Linked DNA regions of Drosophila melanogaster: region 2 is linked to region 1. Evidence: chromatin contacts called from public Hi-C data. All regions are on one chromosome and are shown on one strand. The core of a region is the stretch at or near the end of the contact, and the rest is flanking DNA. Distances in the headings are between cores, read along the strand shown. Region 1 holds the start of CG7328. Region 2 holds the start of Ssk (Snakeskin).

Region 1 (6,723 bases), core at 1,673-4,172:
GCCGCAAAGCCGCCCATCAACACCAAGCTGTGCATGAACCCGAGCTTTATTTTCATGCAACTGTACACCACTGGCCAGCTGGGAGTTACGGATGAGCCTCTAAAGGTGGGTCCGGAAAACAGCAGCGCTGTCTCCCTTATCGATTTAGTCCCACCGTTCGAGACGCACAAGATCGGCGTGCTGTACGTGGGCCAAGGGCAGTGCAACAACGAGGTGGAGATCTTGCGCAATTCGCACGGAAGTGCCAGGTATGTGGAGTTCCTGCGTAACATCGGCACCCTGGTCAGTCTGAAGGAAGCTGAGCAGAACAATCTATTTATAATGCTAGATAGAAACGGAGCAGATGGCAAGTTTGCCTATATCTGGAAGGATGACATACTGCAGGTGAATGATTATCCCCAACTGACTTACAAAGCGCGTATGTCCAATGTATTTTCCCTTGTAGGTTACGTTCCATGTCGCTACGCTGATGCCCACCAATCTGCAGGATGATCCCAACTGCAACGAGAAGAAGAGCCACATTGGCAATGACTTTGTGAAGATCATCTACAACGAAAGCGGCGAGGAGTACAATCTAAACACAATATCCGTAGGTTTTACAAGTCCAATCCATACATGATTAGTTTGAATCCTAACTCTAGTTTCTTTTTTAATTGAACTAAGCCAGACTTAATTCCATTTAATAATCTTTCAGGGCCAATTCAACTACGCCTGCGTGATCGTTGAGCCACTTGACCTGAACTCGAACAGGGTGTATGTGAAGGCGCGATCGGAGATTTCGAAATTCGTGTGCCACGCAGAATACCGGATAGTGTCCGATCGCAGTGCTCCTCTTTTGGCCCGACAGATGGCGCTGCACGCCAATGTAAGCATAGGATCTATTGCTAACTGCGATTTTCATTAATTCCAATCAATTACAGCTCGCGTCGCTAGTCTACCAAAGTGTGCAGAAAAAGCATCCGTACGCATCGAATTGGCTAGAACGATTGCGCAAACTAAAGCGCCTGCGATCGAAGGTAAGATATATTTGTGATTTTAAAGGGGTTGATAAAGATTAACCGATTAACACCTCAAAACCAGCTAATTGAGGGCCTAAACAGCCAGCAAAAATCCGGAAGCGCCTCGAGCGGCATCGGAATCAACGCCTCAGCCATTGGTTCGGATATGGACGACCAGCGAGGTGACTTCATTAAATACACATAGACAACAACGAGAGGCTCCCAACTGGACAACTATTAAAAAAGAGCAGAGGACCTATAGACGCATCCTGCCATGATATCTCTTGATTTACGATTTCAATATAAAGTCTCTCCAGACCAACAAAAGAAACTCCTTGCCTAATCAATGATCACGAAAATAATTATAATATACAATAATGAATTTGACAAGTTTATAAAATTTGTGAGAATACATAAGCGCTGTTCATTTCCAATCCGATTGCATTTTTGGGTAAAGGATTTTTTAACTATTTCGAGAGATGTCATCATTTAATCATATAAATCAAAAAATGTTTTACATATGTTTTAAAGCATTCATAATTGAGCGTGATGCACGTATTAGTTTATTCTGTTTAACAATCAATATAATATTTAATGCAATTTGCTATTTTTGTTGCCAGGCTTTTATCTTAATAAATTCCTTCAATGTGACTTAATCTAAGCTAGAATTAAACCAATATTTACTTGGTTAAGCTAAGCTGGGAAATGTGTTCGTAGCCGAATCCAGTGATTTTGTGACTGGCAACTCGGTTGGCAAAGTCAACAGCCTCCGCTAGACTTCGACGAGCCTTGAGGGTGGCGTAGATGAATCCCGCCATGAAACTGTCCCCGGCTCCCAGCGTGTCAACTACCTTGTCCTGTTTATAGGACGACATTTCATAGTAGTTTCCATTAGCATCCATAGCTCCAGCTCCGGCGCTTCCCCAGGGACAAATGAAGACAGGCTTTGGACCACCTTCGGGAATTTTGGAGGCCAACTCCTCGCACGACTGCCGCGGTGTCTTCCAACCCAACTGACCAGCCAGCTCCTTGGAGAAGACCACAAAATCGCAGGGCGCACACAATTCCTGGTTTTGTTCATACCTCGTTTCGAAGTCCAACGAGATAATGATGCCTTGTCCGGTCCTTTGGTTGTACTCCCGGATGCTTTGCATCATCTTTAAGGTGTGCGGCGTGTTGCGAGCCTCGAAGTGTACCCATCCATACTGCGAAAGGTTTATCTTGCTGAAGTCCTCATAGGTGGTCTGCGGGTAGTCCTTATTGCAGTGGATAATGGTGCGGGTGCCGGAATCCTGAGCCAGGATCACAGAGGAGAATGGCGGATCCCTGTCCGTGAAGGGACAGTCATTCGTGCCGATTTCCCGCTTCGAGAGATCGTCGAGAAGCACTCGGAATCCATCCGACCTGCTGAGCATTCCAAAGAAGTCCACCTTGCATCCAAGAACCCGGAGCACAGTACTCACATTAGAGGCGTTTCCGCCACGTTGCCAGAACCCATCCAGGCATCGCCGATCGGTGTCCTCCATAGGATAGCTCCCATTGATGGTCACGAAGTCAATCACCGTGCAACCCACGCAAAGTACAGATTTCACTTGGGTCATCTTAATCTGGTATTTTGTTCACTCAAAAATTATTTACTTTCTATTCATTAATGAGGTCGTTCTGGTGTTAAAGTTAGTGTTTCGATGTTGGTACTTTCTACATGTAAAGTAAGTATAATCAATATTTCATATATTCTAAATTATTTTTTTACTGAAAATCTGTCATTTCCTTGCTTAACTTAAAATTATTAATATTAACTTTGGAGCTCCGCTATAGCCAATGATTTTGGGTGCCGGCTATTTTGTTCTAGTTTTTCAGCTCAATCTAATCAAAAATTCGATTTTCACCTGCTTTGCACTTTATTTGTCGATCGAGTTTTACAGCTGTTTTTGTTTTTAACTTTTCTTATCGCACATATGTACATATGCATGTACGTATGTACAGAGAGAATCTAATTAAGCGGTCGCTCCAAACAGTGAACACTCGATAATACGGCAAGAGTGAATAAAATATTCGACCTCATTTAATATATTGAACTGGTTTTCAATGTGAAATTTTAAGGAAATTGTTTTATCAATAAAGAACGGGTATTGCTAATACAGATTATATAGTTATAAATATGATTTTAAACAGCTGATTATATGTGAAGATGTTAATCTTTAGTCCCAGGAACTTCTAATGAATGTGGTTAACTTTATCGAGATAGAACAGTATTAATCAGATTCAGCCGCTGATCGCGCTCTTTGGTCATAGACAGTGTGACCGATGAGCGAAAATATTATAATATTGTTTAATGTTTTATGCAACAATGTAAGAAACTTACTCAAAATTTAGCAACCTAATTGACTCAAATATTAAACGTAGGCTTTACATTGTTGTATTGTATTTAATAGATAATCTAAATAAAATTTGAATTTAATTTTAAGAAATTAATATTTTGACAGCCTAATTAAATTCTTGTCAATACAAAACCAATTAAAAACGAAACTAATTTTAGGTGTGCGACAACTTTTCCAATTAGAAGGATATCACAATAGGAGTTCAGTGGCGGCGCAGTTTACCATAGGTATTATAATAATTTACCCAGGATGTTTTAGACCCATTCCAGCGAAACTTAGTCATGCCGCAGACTTACACCGTGCAACATGACGGGGCACAAATTAAAGGATGCCACAGCAAATGTCCCGACTAGGCACATACAGAGCACAGCAGACACATGTGGCAGCTTCGTCAACTTGCACAGTAAGTTCAGCTCAGTCAGCGGAAAAGCCTGTCACCCAGAAGGGAGGATTGATGGCTCATGACTGTGTGACTGCCAGGCCAGTGGCTACGAAATAAATGAACATTTAATTTCGTTTACAAATCTAGGTAAGCCACAGCTGACCTCTTTCGAAATCACGTGTTGAGTTTCAAAAACTGGCTTTGCATGGTCGGAAATTACTTAAAGAGCATATTTAACAAATATCACTCGCCTATCGTCAACCAGATGCCAACCTAAATTCAAGGTACTAGCCTTCTCTCTCGTGGAAATCAAGTGCTATAAACTACTTAATCATACTTAAATATTGCTCATACGCACCGTGTAAAATGAGGTAAGGCAGCATGGTAAGTACAAATATGCAAAGCAACTTTAAATTAAAGGAGAAAGTAATTTTCATAACTTAAGTTACTCAGCACGCCATGTTACGCCCATCTTACCCCTATTTTGAAGTGCCTTCTGTGGCGTGGAGGCCGGCTTAAAGCGGACACAGCCAAATTTTCAAATTAATGTAAAGCGTGTCGGGCCTGGCCTAAATACACTACCCTTCTCCAAGCCGACGACGGCTCGGTTGATGCCACAAATCGATAGCTTAACATTTGACTGGGCCCTTTGGCCGCGGGGTAAACACCTTCTTGGCAGTACCATTTTGCGGCACGGAATTATGGCCGGAAATTGCCTTAAAGTGTCAATCAGTGTAAACGTTCTTAATAGGTATTTATTTTTGCCATTTTAATTACCCCGCCCCCACCGTAGTCACTCCCACACCTTGTCGGCGGACAACGAACTGATGAAAATGCCTGATGATGCCTTAATTACATTCCCGAGAAAAAGAACTCATTTCCGAGTGAATTTTTCATTCAGCATTTTCGGGCTGTTATTATAGATTATTTACAATCGATGGCAAAGTGATCTGTTAACAAGAAAGACGTGACTTATTAGGCTTTTAACTTTGGATTATGCTTTTTAAATACTTAAAACTATATATATGGAACTTATTTGTTACTTGATATTCTAGTTACTGATATTCTATTTTCATAAAAGTTGAATTAAAGAAAATCAGAAAATACTGAATAAGTATTGAGTAAGGAAATGCTGCGTGATAGCTTTGATCTATTTCCTATTGGTTTTCCAAATTAAATTAAATATTTTAATCTGCACAGGAGATATTTAAAGGAATTCGAAGTTTGGTTTTGCTGGGCAGGGCCCACTGTTGCACGATTGGGGGATTATCGAGTGCGTGCTGGTCTTAGTTACCGAACTCAACATTTTCCATTGAATGGCAAGTGGCAGTGGCGCAGGACTCACCAGCTCCAAGGGCCCAAAGCAACTGTTAGCACAGACCAGCCGGTGGTAATCGCACTCCGGAGAATCCTAATCCCAATCCCCGAACCGCCCGAAAGAGTGAAAGTTTGCCAGGGGCTCCGTATATCTTGTATATGTGCGTTGCATGGTTGAGGACGCCATCTGTACAGGTGTTTTCTATCAACGCGTGAATACTTGTTTTTTTTTGTCGCTGCAGGGACCTCAGGTCTGTTTTTCCTACTTGTTAACTGCGGAGCTAAGCATTTGACCCTCTCATCCCAAACACCAGTTGATTTTATTATCTTGATTTAATCAAAGCATAAAAAAAGCGCAGGATAACTAGGATGACCTTATTACTACGGAATGATTATATAACCTTTATGAAAAAGCACCTATTTCATATTTTATCATTTTATATTTTATAGAAAGGGCTCTGATTTATATAGGCCATTCCATCTGATTGGCTCAGCGTATCAAGAACATCAGAATGCACACACAACGCATAAATAAAACCATTCGCACCGTTGGTCGGGCCAAGTCCCAATCCTTTCCTCCTCGTTGCCAATAAAAATATATGTCCTTGGATGATATTCCACCGAGGTGCGGACCTTTACCCGTGACGAATGTTTTTAGTGCGCGCTCTGGGGAGCAACAAAATTAAATTGAATTGTGTCCCAGACTTTTTCTCACGTTCCAAGTCAGAATTCATAACTCATTTCTTGAGTGTTTAATGCACTCGGAAAATGCCGTCAATGGATTGGAGTTTTCCAACGAAGGAAACTCATAAAGGTGCTCGGTGAGTCGTACTTTTCCCAAGGTACTTTTCCCAAGGTGGAGTTTTGAGTGCTGCTAATAGTTTTAAAATGCAGTAAAGGGATTCCTACTTAAAGTAAAGCAAAAGCTAAAGCTCCCATTATCTTAAAGCCTATTACATTAATATTCAATTTGAAGCATTAAACTAGTACATGTGGATAAGCAGATTAAAATGGAGCACGCAAATTTAATAACTCGTATTTATGGGCCACAAATTTAATTCAATAATTCAACCGATGTCACCTCACTGCTTCTGGGAGGATGTAGGATGCTATAAAAGCGCCGAATTGGTGGCATATAGGAAATTCCCATGGTGCAAATTAGAGAAATAAATTATATTTATCAATGAATGCCATAAATAATGTTTATTTTCTCCCGTGACAGGGGAGGCCATCCACACACCTTGCTGACGTTGATTTTCGATCTGGTTTGTCAGAGTCTTTACTTTTCGGCTGGCTGGAAAGTGCGTCTCCGTGAAAAGCCCACAAAGCATCAATCAAGGGAATTAAATACAATTATAATTGTCTGTCACCGTATCGAGATGAAAAGAAAGCCACAGAGGATTTTCCGAGACGCCACAACTTTTCCTGGCAGCCCACCATAAATTTAATAAAGTACGCACTCGAACTTAGGGTGAACCTTGTCACTGTGAATAATATATTATTATTATATTATTATATATAAGGAAATAAGTTTTTAACCAAGTTTCAGAAAAAACAGATGAAGGATGAAACGCGAGACTGCATTTAATATACTGCATTATGTATGATGTACATTTTATTACTCATGGTTGGTATAATCGTTCTT
Region 2 (6,486 bases), core at 2,013-4,512, 48 kb after region 1:
GAACTGAGGCGACGACACAGCCATCAGCTCGTTTAAAGGACCCCGAAAGCAGCGGAGAACCACTGGCACAGCACTCGCCTGATAAGGATAACGACACGAAGCTGCACTTCGGCAGTCCTGGTTCGGCCTGGTTAAACAAGGCGGCCCTGTCATATGCCTAGGCCCACAAAAAGGTCTATGACTGTATTGCCACAGTGGTGTTTCGAAAAGTAGAGCTGGAAACTTCAAATAGCATACAAATAGAAAATCAAAGGAAATCGGATTTTGAAAAATCTAATTTTGTAAATATCCTTTAATATTACATATAATTTGCACGGTACTGGAAAGTTACAGATCAAATTACAACTAATAGAGTTCGCAAATCAGTGCAAACACCAGATATTTTAATTAACTTGAAAAGAAAACTACATTTACTGCAAGTTCATAGGTTATATTGCACTTTTTATAAACACTGCCAAGTTAATATTTTTGCCTCGTCTGTGAGTTGGTGCGTTTAGTATTCTATGAATATGAATACAAGCGTTTGGCAAATGTCATAAAACGCCGGTCAAATACATTTTCTTCAATTTGCAAATATTTAGGGGTTGAAAAGGATGTTTGTTCAACGCAGAACGTTTAGATTAATTGAAAGTCAAGTGCTAAATAACTCATAAATCGCTTAAAGTTTTCAGCTCTGAAGCATATGTACAATATAAGTTTACCGCAATATTTAGAGTGGCGAAAACTTTTAAATTTTGATATAAATCTCTCTTACTCTCACTTTTACCTCTCTCTCTCTTTCTCGAGCTTTGTGCGCAAAAGTAAACAAACGCAACTTTCATTCATAAATAGCAACAACGCAACCGGCGAAATCGAATCAAACTGATAATCAAAACAAAACCGAAAGCTCTCCAAAGCAGTGCTCTTCGTAATTCTCTGACTCACTTTTCGACTGTCTAGCGAATTAATTTAAATACGCCCACTAAGATTGAACTGAAATCTCATTACCAAATCGCCGTCACACCTCATTGACGCCAGTCCAAGTAAGGCAGGTAAGTTTCCCCAAAAGGTGTGCAAGTGGTCATAAGTTACTTACTGCTGTCTCTGTATCTGTATCTGAGGAATATTCTCGCTTGACATAGACTTTACAGTGCTGTAATGTAATGCCTGTAAAGCGTCGCTGTAGGAGTCTGGCTGCTACAGAACCATGCTGCAAGTGCGCTTAAGTTTAAGTTCTGACCAGTCGACTTTTTCACAGCCGAAATGCGAATTATATATATATATTATAATTATATATATAATATATATGTCCAATCTATACATATTGATTTCGTTTCGGTTCGCTCTACAAGTACTGAAGCATACATACATCGTTTATTTATGTGTGCTATCCATTGAATACATCTCAATCACTTTAATATCGTGACGCTTGAAGGCACACGAAAGCTGATAGCTACGAGGCGATTCGCTCTTTATTCTCTTCTTACTTAATTAAGAGAGGCCACCACACGAGAACTGCACTTGTGTTGGTGTAAGTTGCATGCCGGTTTTTGTTGTTCTGACGCCGATTTTTCCCCACCTCTCTGAATGCTTGATGATTCATCGCAACAAACCAAATGCAGAGGAGACAAATTCCAAATTTAACGTCGCTTGCTTTCTGGGACTCCACATGGGGATTTGAGAAGTGGGGAAGAATCCGCGGTGCTGAGCGGCATTCGCAATGGGGGAACGAAAACAAAGAACTCGACAACCTTTGGCCTTGATTTGGGAAGATATTCCTTTGCTTATCCAGGCATCAGACAACTTGCATTTAAAATGGAAAGCAGATCTATGTAAATAAATCAGTATCCATGTACCTTGCTCAAATTTAATTTTATTACCTTTAATTAAATAAATCTTATTCAATTACTTGTTTTCCCTAAGCAAATACTATTCTTAAGGCATTCAAGCACGTTTAATCACATTTTAAAAACTTGTATACAAAAGAGACAATTTCCGCTAAAACAACATATTTATTTTGAAAAGCTTAGGTTGGAAAGTTAGTTGTATGCTAAAATTAAATTTTCTGAAATGAAATCCAATAATACCCTCGGCACAGCGTAAATAATACTTGTTTATATATAGTACTCATGAATATCAGTGTGTATACTTGCTACTCAATGCGGGTCATAAAAAAAACCCTTGATGAGGTGTGATCTCATGTTTGTTCCATGTTCTGAACTTATGATTTATACAAGCACATTTTAATGTCGGCCTTAAATACAAAACACAGGGCACGAGGTGCCAAATGTGCAGTATAGTTAATTTCCCACGCCCTCCAAACTTATGCAATTATTCATTTGTCCAAAAACCATATGCATCCATTTTCAATTAGTTTTTAAACATTGAATTTAGAAACAAGGGACTGTAACTATTTCTAACTAAGTTCTTTCTTTTCTTCGTGACCTGAAAATTGTTTGCTTTTCATGTTACACAGTGTTCTTAAAACGCACCATTCATCCAAGAGTTGTATTTTTATACACCATTTTACTGTGATAAATAGGCAATATGTAAATCGAGGAACCCCACATCAACCGCAAGTTGCTTTTTTGCTCCCCAATTGCTCCTATCATTTTGCATTGTGCTCTTCCAATTGATTCGAAATCTCGAACATGGGCCACCTACAGCCACGATTATTGTGCTAGGGTTGTGATAATTGAAATGCAGATTAGGTTCCAGTGACTTTTTGTGTGTCTGAGACTTTTTAATCAGTAGCTGGAATCCACTGGGCTATCGATCATCGGAATCGTGACAAGGTCAGTGAATTTTTAATCTGTTCGAGGGATGCACCACCGGGAGCTTTATCAGTGGGAATGGGAATGGGTCACCACGAAAGTATTTCAGAAATACATCGATGACGCAAGAATAATTGTTTCCGGTCTCTCAGAGCCGCGGGTATGTTTCCCCGTTTTGTGGCTTTGTGGCCGCCATGAATAATGTGTAACAATGCTGTGGAAAGCGGCAAATCGGAGCACCTGATATATCGCGATGTAAGGCGACAGAGCTGCGATAAGGCCGTTTTGATAAGATACGCGGGTGGGGCTGGCGCATGCGCATCTGGGTTTCATTGGGCTTCGGAGCCTGAACATGTTGAACCGTCAACGAATTAGTAACCCATTTCGAACGGCACCTGTTATCGTGAGCCCTATCTTATCTTATCGCTGACCGTGTATGCTCTGATTGCAAAAGCTACAAATTCTTGGCGACACGACGAACTGGGCGCGACAGGTTGGTTGGTTGCCTTTCAGTGATATTTTTCAGTTTAGTCGACGAACGACAACGATACGAAAACGAATCATTTCGCTGTAGTTTCCGCGTGAAAATTACAGAAAAGATTGTGAGTGCCCCTTGACTGGGAGAAACCCCTCTGTGAACTAAAGCATTTGCCCAAATTCCAGCTCAGCGATAAGAGCAATCAGCATATCTAGTGCGAAATGGTGTCCGTGGAGACTGTAGGCTCTATTTTCATCAAGGCCCTGAAGCTGGTAAGTTTTGGGCTTCTTTGGTCCCTTCCTATTGAGCAATAGCCTGTTTGTGGTCGCAATAACTCGGCTGATAGATAAGCGCGCGTTTTATCAGTCCTGGCGTATTAGCAATGTTACTCATACGCCGAGTTGTACGGCAAGGCGAGGCGTGGCCAAGAAGTGATTCATTCATTCCCATTCCCAATTGTGACCTCATTTAATTGCTCTCCTGTGCGCTCCTTTTTCGCAGATCATCAATCTGGTGATCATCTTCTTGTACCGTTGGGGCGATGGTGGCGAATTCCTGGGCATCGGCGGCACGTGGAACTTAAACGAGGAGAAGAGCGCCGATGCGGAAATCGTAGCCTCAGGCGTCATGGTTGGATTCTTGATTTACACTGGATGCCACACCATTGCCTTTGCCTTCGGCACAACCAAACATAAGGGGTATGTTGAATGCCGATATTGATTATAGCTGAACTTTGACCCGCATCTTATTCCTTTTCTTGTATTTTCCGCCCTTAATTCCACACTCTCAACTCACAACTGTTTGTTTTCAATGGCTTTCCGTTTTTCAGAGAGCTGTGCGACACCATCATGAACGTGGTTGGCTGCATCATGTGGATCGCCGTGGGCGGAGTGGCACTCCACTACTGGAAGGGTTACATGTCCGACGAGGGATTCCTGTATGTGAACTCGGAGCGTCAAGTGGGCATTGCCATGGGCTCGCTGTGCGTTATCGAGGGCGCACTGTACCTGCTGGACACCGTGTTGGCTTGCATACACTATTCGAAGGGCGACACCGACTACACGCAGTAGAAACTGAATAGTGGGGATACCAATCGCAGCCGCCGAATAAACACCATCCACATTTGTCTTTATACATAGATCGATTTAAGTGCAAATTAGTTATTATCCGCAATCAATTATCAACTATACGTTCGTAAGGGTCAATTGTCGCTGTACTATACACTAACTGTTTACAATTTTCATTCACGTTTAACATCCTTAAATTGGCAAATACAAATAGTTAAGACCACGCCACGGATAAAAGTTTTTGTGCATTTGGGAACTAATTAAGGGGATGCAATGGAATGCCACTTACTAGTAAGTATCAATTGTAACCTAAATCAACTAATTACCATCAGAACCCATTGATCGTGTTGCTCAGTTTCTTTTTTTCTGATATCATTGCAATTAATGAAAGATTATTTATATATATCATACATCATACGTAAGCATTTTGCTAATTTTTGTCAAAAAACGACAACTTAGATTTGTTGACTAAACTTTTCGACTTTAAACTAACACCCAATCGAAATTTCATATTCCAAGCGATCTGATACTGATATATTGTAATTGGTGAGATATTTCATTTGTTTTTAGTACTAGTACTAGAGAACCTATTGCTCTCCAAGAACCTAATATTCTTTTAAAGAACTTGATGGAAAACTAAACTAATTGTTTAGGAACTGATGCACACAGGAAAAATGTCAGACGATTCGCAGAATTTGGTATATATCACTCATTTCTTTGCTGAGAACAGAGTTCATGAGTTGTTCAACCAAATCGATGACGCTTCAAGACGAACCTCCTCTGGAACCATGAAACTGCAACTTCCGGTGCAAATCGAAAGCGTTCAACGAAGCATTGATAAATCGGAATAAAGCCCTATATTTATCGGTCAGCTATACGCAGAAGTCTTTATGGCAATGAGTCAAAGATTAAACGGTACAGTCAAAACTACACACATTACGTAAATGCATATGGTGTATAAATAAATAAAAAAAAAAGGTTAGTCACCCTTAACTTTGCAACTGAAGAACTTATAATATTTGAATATGATCATCTTTTTTAAAATCTTTCAATAAGATCAAATCTTGCGTATAAATTAACAAGAGCTGAGCTCAACTCACCTGTTTTCCTGGCTTCCCCCGCCCGTCCACTGCATCCCGTTCCCGCTGCTGCTGCTGCTGCCGCATGCTTCTGCTCCTCCAAACGCCCGTCATACGGAAGAGGCACCGCAGGTCCACCGAGCCGTCCTCCAGATTGAGGGCATCGAAGAGCACCGCCTGATCATGGATGAAGGAGTTCCGCGTGCGCTGATTCAGCAGATCCAGGGTTCGCGAGTCCAAGCTCTCTCGATAGACATTATGTACGCGGTCCAGATTGTGCTCGTAGGCGGTGTCCAAATTGAAGGCACTGTTCAGGCTGGCCATGCTGCTCCTACCCTCCAGCGAGGTCTTGCTTCTGCCCTCCAACGAGGTCTTGCTCCTCCTGCGGCGCATCACCACCGTCCTGACCGACTCATCCATAGATGAGCCAAGGTGGACGGAGGTGCGCGAGTTGTCGCCCAGCGGAGAGGGCGAATGCGAGTGGGCCAGCGCCGAAGGCGGCAGCGGCAGCTGGGTGGCGATGGTCACCGGCTGTTCCGCCAGACTCATCAGCGATTGCTGGCGCTCCAGTTGCTTCTCGTAGCCATTGAACTTGTCGTAGTCGATGAAGGACATGTTGGCGTAGCTAACCATATTATCGATAGCCTGCAGGGATTGCAACGAGGCACTCCATTTGGGATTCATCTTCTCCTTTTTCTCGGCTCCGCTCCCACTGCCAGTGAATCCACTGAAGGTGCTCTTGAAGGAGGCAATCAGCGTGTTGGATCGTCTCTTTTGGAAATTAAGCTGGGGATTGGCGGGTTCCGTTTGATTGAGCGACATCAGTGAGCCCTTCCGTTGGGCCGGCGACTGCACCTCCTCCAAAGGAGTCGACGTGAAGGGCTGTGCGGATTGTCGACGTTTTGGAGTCCTCACCGATGAGCTGAGCTCACTCCTTCGCAGGAGCACCGGCGAACTGGCCTGCAGATCGGCCACCGATGTCTTCCGCGGCGATGTCGGTGAGGTGAGATCCCCCGATTTCTCCGTCTCCTCGCTCAGTTGCTCCAGCTGGGGCTCGATGAAACTGCGGCGATTCGGTCGTCTCATCTGGATCATCGAACGACTTCGGG

The links. Hi-C and Micro-C count contacts between places; a contact is called where the count stands out from the background.
Region 2: a contact with region 1 is called in a Hi-C map of the Kc167 cell line, with 2.1 times the contacts expected there. A contact is called at or near these places in 39 of 107 Hi-C or Micro-C datasets (the D17-c3 cell line, the Kc167 cell line, the OSC cell line and 13 more) and 1 of 7 datasets of targeted methods (the Kc167 cell line).

The regions. Positions count from the first base shown.
Region 1 is chr3L:20,137,685-20,144,407 of dm6, forward strand. CG7328 reads right to left here and starts at 2,923. Exons shown (of 1, transcript NM_140924.3): 1 at 1,526-2,923. The coding sequence starts at 2,599. The coding sequence ends at 1,679. It overlaps gig (gigas), which reads left to right. Exons shown (of 15, transcript NM_079453.3): 11 at 1-384; 12 at 446-589; 13 at 695-865; 14 at 921-1,016; 15 at 1,081-1,326. The coding sequence ends at 1,203.
Region 2 is chr3L:20,185,260-20,191,745 of dm6, forward strand. Ssk (Snakeskin) reads left to right here and starts at 3,263. Exons shown (of 3, transcript NM_168831.3): 1 at 3,263-3,503; 2 at 3,733-3,929; 3 at 4,061-4,520. The coding sequence starts at 3,453. The coding sequence ends at 4,301. CG42674 reads right to left here. Exons shown (of 16, transcript NM_140925.6): 2 at 5,399-6,486.